Regions from separate parts of the Danio rerio genome. Here region 2 is linked to region 1. A link is a contact called in public Hi-C data. All regions are on one chromosome and are shown on one strand. The core of a region is the stretch at or near the end of the contact, and the rest is flanking DNA. Distances in the headings are between cores, read along the strand shown.

Region 1 (2,772 bases), core at 89-2,588:
GGGCCACTTTAGGCTCATAGCTGCATTAGACAGAGCTTACTGTGCCAAATATTTTCCAAAGGTGGCCCACATATGATTTAAAATAACTGGGCCACATTTGCCATATTTTCTCCGGGCCACTTTAGGCTCACAGCCACATTAGCCAGAGCTTACTGTGCCGAATATTTGCCAAAAGTGGCCCCCATAAGTTTTAAAATAACTGGGCCACATTTGCCATATTTTCTCTGGGCCACTTTAGGCTCACAGCCACATTAGCCAGAGCTTACTGTGCCAAATATTTGCCAAAAGTGGCCCACATGTTTTAAAATAACTGGGCCACATTTGCCATATTTTCTCTGGGCCACTTTAGGCTCACAGCCACATTAGCCAGAGCTTACTGTGCCGAATATTTGCCAAAAGTGGCCCACATAAGTTTTAAAATAACTGGGCCACATTTGCCAAATTTTCTCTGGGCCACTTTAGGCTCACAGCCACATTAGCCAGAGCTTACTGTGCCGAATATTTGCCAAAAGTGGCCCACATATGTTTTAAAATAACTGGGCCACATTTGCCATATTTTCTCTGGGCCACTTTAGGCTCACAGCCGCATTAGCCACTGGTCCAAATATTTGGTAAAAGTGGCCCACATATGTTTTAAAATACCTGGGCCACATTTGCTATATTTTCATATTTTCTCTGGGCAAATTTAGGCTCACAGCTGCATTATCCAGAGTTTACTGTGCCAAATATTTGCCAAAAGTGGCCCATGTCTTAAGATAACTGGGCCACATTTGCACCTACACGTGTAAGCCATTTTAGGTTTACCTTTAAATGACTATGCCACATTTTTGCCAACTGTGGCCCACATGCCATAAGTACCAAATCTTTGCCTTAAATGGCCCATATATGAATTGGAATCTTTGGCCCCCTTTTGCCTCTGTACAGGTGGGCCACTTCAGGCTCATATTCATTTTGTCTGGGCCGAAAGAAGACCACCAGTGCCGCATAACTACCTAAGTAGCCCACATTTGTATGCTGCCTATCTGGGTATTGTACATCGTTCGATCCATTGTTCATTCCATCGTTTCAACTTAAAACCGTCCCCACTCTCCCCTGCTATTTGTGAAGAAGAGATGATTTTGGGAAACAAGTCTTTTTTGAGCATTTGTCCACTGCTAAAAGTAGGTCTGCACATTCACCGCGAAACAAGTGTTTCAAGGTGACGACGATACCGCTCATAATGACAGCAGCAGCAGGGCTGATGCAAATCTATTTTCCTTTAACAAACCGCTTAGAGGGGCGCGGGGATGCTCCTGCGCGCGCGCCCGGGGCTCTGGCGTTACCTAGCAACGGCTCCCATACTGTACTCCCGCTCCAAGTGCCTGCCTGGCTGCCTTCAACTCTGGCGCTGTTTCTATTTCTGTTGTAGCGTTGCAGTCGCCGTCTGCTAAAACATTCATAGCACAGTCCTCTTAGCATGTGCCTTCTGCGGTAATGTTTCAGTTTGAAGCACTACCCTACCCGACGCGCCGCAGAGTGATACTGACAAATGGCGCGTCAAATGATGGGTGACAGACCAGTTAATCATGGACTGCCGTCTCCGGGGACGCGCTGATTGAGTCTGATGTAATGGATGTTATTACGGCCAGTGACATGACAACTGCGACCTCGCACACGGACGTGTTTGCCACATAACTATTGTTGAAGCAGGTGCCGAAAAAATGCGATAAAGGCGGTTTCTCTCAACGTGTTTTTATTATTTAATTTTTTTTTGGGTGAGGGGAGCGAGCAGAACTGAAAGGGAGGGAGAGGATAGAGAGACTGGCAGAGGGAAATGGCAGTTGCATAAACTGTCACAGTGATGAGATCTTATCATTATGGCTCCAGATATGCCAGGGCTGCTGTTAGGCCATGACAAGGTTTAACGCCCCCATGATTCCACATGAACAGCTTCTCCAAGCGCAATCGTTTGTAAGTATCAAAGTGGTCCAGTGCACAATGGCGCATTGCACGTATCTGTGAGCGTTAAGGCCTCTTGACCCGCAGGCACCGAGGTAAACTGGTGAGCGAACACATTGCACAATGCCTCAGAAAATGGATCGCCCTTAACACCCACGCGGTTCTTTCACTCCAATAACCAAATGCTTTTTTAGCCGTTCAGCAGCCTCTTCGTGTCTGCTGTAGCCTTCGTGTGGGTTCGCGGCTTTGGGAGTTTGCTGACACAATATTTAGCTAGTGACCAAACTGTCCCCATATTATTTGACATTTGTTGCAGTGCCCTGCTGAACTCCACTACTCTATTTGTTAGGATGACAATCTTGTTTAAAGGAACACCACATTTTTTTTTGTGTGGAAAAAGGGCTCATTTTGGCCATTTTAGACAATCAGCACTTTTAGCTTATAAATCACTGAATTGGATCAGACCAGGCCATTAACATCTCTCTCTCATTCATTTATTCATTCATGTCGGCTTAGTCTCTTTATTAATCCAGGGTCGCCACAGCGGAATGAACCGCCAACTTATCCAGCAGGTTTTTACGCAGCGGATGCCCTTCCAGCCGCAACCCATCTCTGGGAAACATCCACACACACACACACACACACACACATTCATACACACGCTCATACACTATGGACAATTTAGCCTACCCAATTCACCTGTACCGCATGTCTTTGGACTGTGGGGGAAACCGGAGCAACCGGAGGAAACCCACGCCAACGCAGGGAGAACATGCAAACTCCTCACAGAAACGCCAACTGAGCCGAGATTCGAACCATCGACCTTCTTGCTGT
Region 2 (2,772 bases), core at 154-2,653, 120 kb after region 1:
CTTATTTTGATGACATATGTTTAATAATGCTGTTAATTTCATTTTTATTTAATTTATGCATACGTAATGAATGTAAGCCTGCTAACTGATCAAATGATAAAATATGTAAACTTGGTTTAAAAATATATAATTAAATAATAATAATTAAAAGGCTGGGTTCTAATTCGCAGAAGACTATAGTCATGACTATAGTCAAACATGATTTAGATAGTATGGTTTGGTGATTTAATTTTAGAGTAAGGATTAAAGAAAAAAAATAATAAAACATGCTCACTTGTATCTGGATGAAGAAAGAGGAGTTGGAGGAAACATTCCTGGCTCAAAGGAGTCAAAGTAAGTTAGAGTCCAGGAGAAACTGCAACACAAAACTCCAGCCATAGAAGACAGGACCAAAATACTCCAAAAACCTGTAAAAAAAATAAGCCATGTTTAAAAACATCCATTTAATATCGTATATAGCAAACTTTTAGGTTTATGCTGGACCAACCTAGGAGTCGCACTTCTGATCCATCTTCAGTGGTTATCTTCTCTGTTTTTAAATCTATAATCAAGAGAATTATTAATCAAATTGTGCATACAGTAACAAATATAACATTGCACTGGCTGGAAATTTAAAGGAGCAGTATACCCCCAAAAAGTCCTCACCATTAACTTTAATAAAAAAAAATTCTTTTGTTGATCAGAAAACAAGATATTCTGAAGAAAGTTGGAAAAAAAACAGCCACTGACATCCACACTAGGAACAAAAATAATATAGAAGTCAATACAGGTGTTTTTCACCCAACATTATTTGGTATATCGTCCTTTATTGTTCAACAGAAGAAAAAAAAACATGTGAAGGTAAACTAAATGTTTACAGAACTTTCATTTTTGGGTAACTGCCCCTTTAAGAGAATCATAGCATTAAACAGATATAGTTGTGTTTACCTTTTAAAATGATGTAAAGAAATGCGATCAACACTGCGATAAACGATACGAAGATTATGCTGCACAGCACAGAGCCGATACGAGCGGGCCACAGGTGTGTGTTCCTCCAGTACCTCTGCCGGACAGGTGGCCGCCCAGGCGTTGCCCCGCGGTTCTCGCTTCTCACGTTTGAACCTGCATTAGTGTCCTCCATCGCAGTTCTTCTTTCTGCTAACACAATCGTCTCCTCGTCGTCAGAATAAATGTCCAACGACGGGCCGTCTTTATCTCTAGCAGACCGCTGCATGCTCGCCAGCAGTTAACTTCTGAAGTTGAAATTGTTAGCTCGAGTCACATCCTGCGTCTTTAGCTTGCGCGTTTCCGTTTCCTAGACAACACGGAAAAACAGACTTGTTAGTAAATACGCTGGTTAGTTCATCTCACTTCTCGTATCAATTACACTCGACCTCTGCTGTGTATGTAAAACTGTTTTATAATGTCAAGCAATAATTATACTTGCTTTATACAGGGGTTTGTTAAACGTAATACTTGTTGATTTGAAAGCTGTCGAATGTTGGGGAGTTTCAAAACATCGCGGTTTGAGCTTCCGTGTTTGTGAAGCACCGCCTTCATTGTCGCCTTGCCCAATCATAATAGACAACCCATGCTATACGACCGTACGATTGGATGTGACGAACGTCACTAAACAAAAAACACACGCTGTTATTATCACATAGAACAAAGTGAAGCTATGGAACAACGAAAGTTCTTAGTAAAGAATCAATCAATTTGATAAGAATTGGCATAAAAAAAGTATTCTCTTTGTGACTTACTTGATCCACAAGGAAACTTCTACTTATATGGTGATTTTATGGTTAAATATAATTTACCTGTTATTCGTGAAGAAATTCATACTATGATTAAGGCCATACCAAGTGACCTTGCTCATTTAATGAGATGCCACTTGTCATTTAAAGCGATTGTTGAAAAAGAACCTAGTTGAGGACAAAGGCATTTACGACCTAAATTGTAGTAATAAAAATATAAGAAATTTCAGTCAAAGAAAAGAATCCTTCTGAGGGGGAAATTTCTTTGGAATTCTGTAATAGATAAAATTGATTGGAAAAAGGCTTAGCTCTTACTTTACAAATTTTGTGTTCCCAGCAAAGTTAAAGAATTACATAAAGTGTTACACAATATCTATCTATGGCATTCGCTGCATAAAAACATATGCTGGATAAGTGGGGGATTACTTCTGCTGTGGTGACCCCTGATTAATAAAGAAACTAAGCTGAAAAAGAAAATGAATGAATGAATGAATGAATGAATGACTCTTAAACGGCTTACTGTACCCTCAAGTTTATATCATTTTCTTTTTCTTTCTTTCTTTCTTTCTTTCTTTCTTTCTTTCTTTCTTTCTTTCTTTCTTTCTTTCTTTCTTTCTTTCTTTCTTTCTTTCTTTCTTTCTTTCTTTCTGTCTTTCTTTCTTTCTAAATTCGTAATTCATATTCTGTATTGTATACAAATATTGTTACTGTTTTTTGCAAATAAAAAATTATTTACCATTCTAAAGAGATGATAAATGAAAAATATACTTTTCAATTAAATCAGTGAAATACTACATTACATAAATAGACTATTGAAATTAGTATCTCATGTTTTTTAATGTATTTGCTACCTTGTTTGAAACAACCGTTACATGTAAAATACTATAGTTTTTTTGAACTATAGGCTACTGCAGTAAATTATTACTGTATATTAGAGTATGTACAGTACTTGGCTAATGAATGCTACAGCATTCTGTATTAACTATAGTGAACTAATAATAATAAGTATAGTAATACCCTTTAGTTTTTAGTGTATTGT

Evidence for each region. Hi-C and Micro-C count contacts between places; a contact is called where the count stands out from the background.
Region 2: a Hi-C map of an unstated tissue shows a contact between it and region 1, with 3 times the contacts expected there. The contact joins the promoter of arl6ip6 here to the enhancer-like site in region 1. A contact is called at or near these places in 3 of 18 Hi-C or Micro-C datasets (caudal fin, hematopoietic stem cells and an unstated tissue).

Annotation. Positions count from the first base shown.
Region 1 is chr6:14,228,038-14,230,809 of GRCz12tu, forward strand. It overlaps a transcript of asic4b not described here. Among named protein-coding and RNA genes, the nearest start is that of ino80db, 27 kb to the left of the region's middle. Within about 2 kb of position 1,339, at least 14 of the 62 cell types and tissues checked have an H3K27ac peak or open chromatin away from gene starts, as enhancers often do.
Region 2 is chr6:14,344,049-14,346,820 of GRCz12tu, forward strand. arl6ip6 (ADP-ribosylation factor-like 6 interacting protein 6) reads right to left here and starts at 1,404. Exons shown (of 4, transcript NM_001089501.1): 1 at 928-1,404; 2 at 488-541; 3 at 275-407. The coding sequence starts at 1,213. It also overlaps a transcript of asic4b not described here.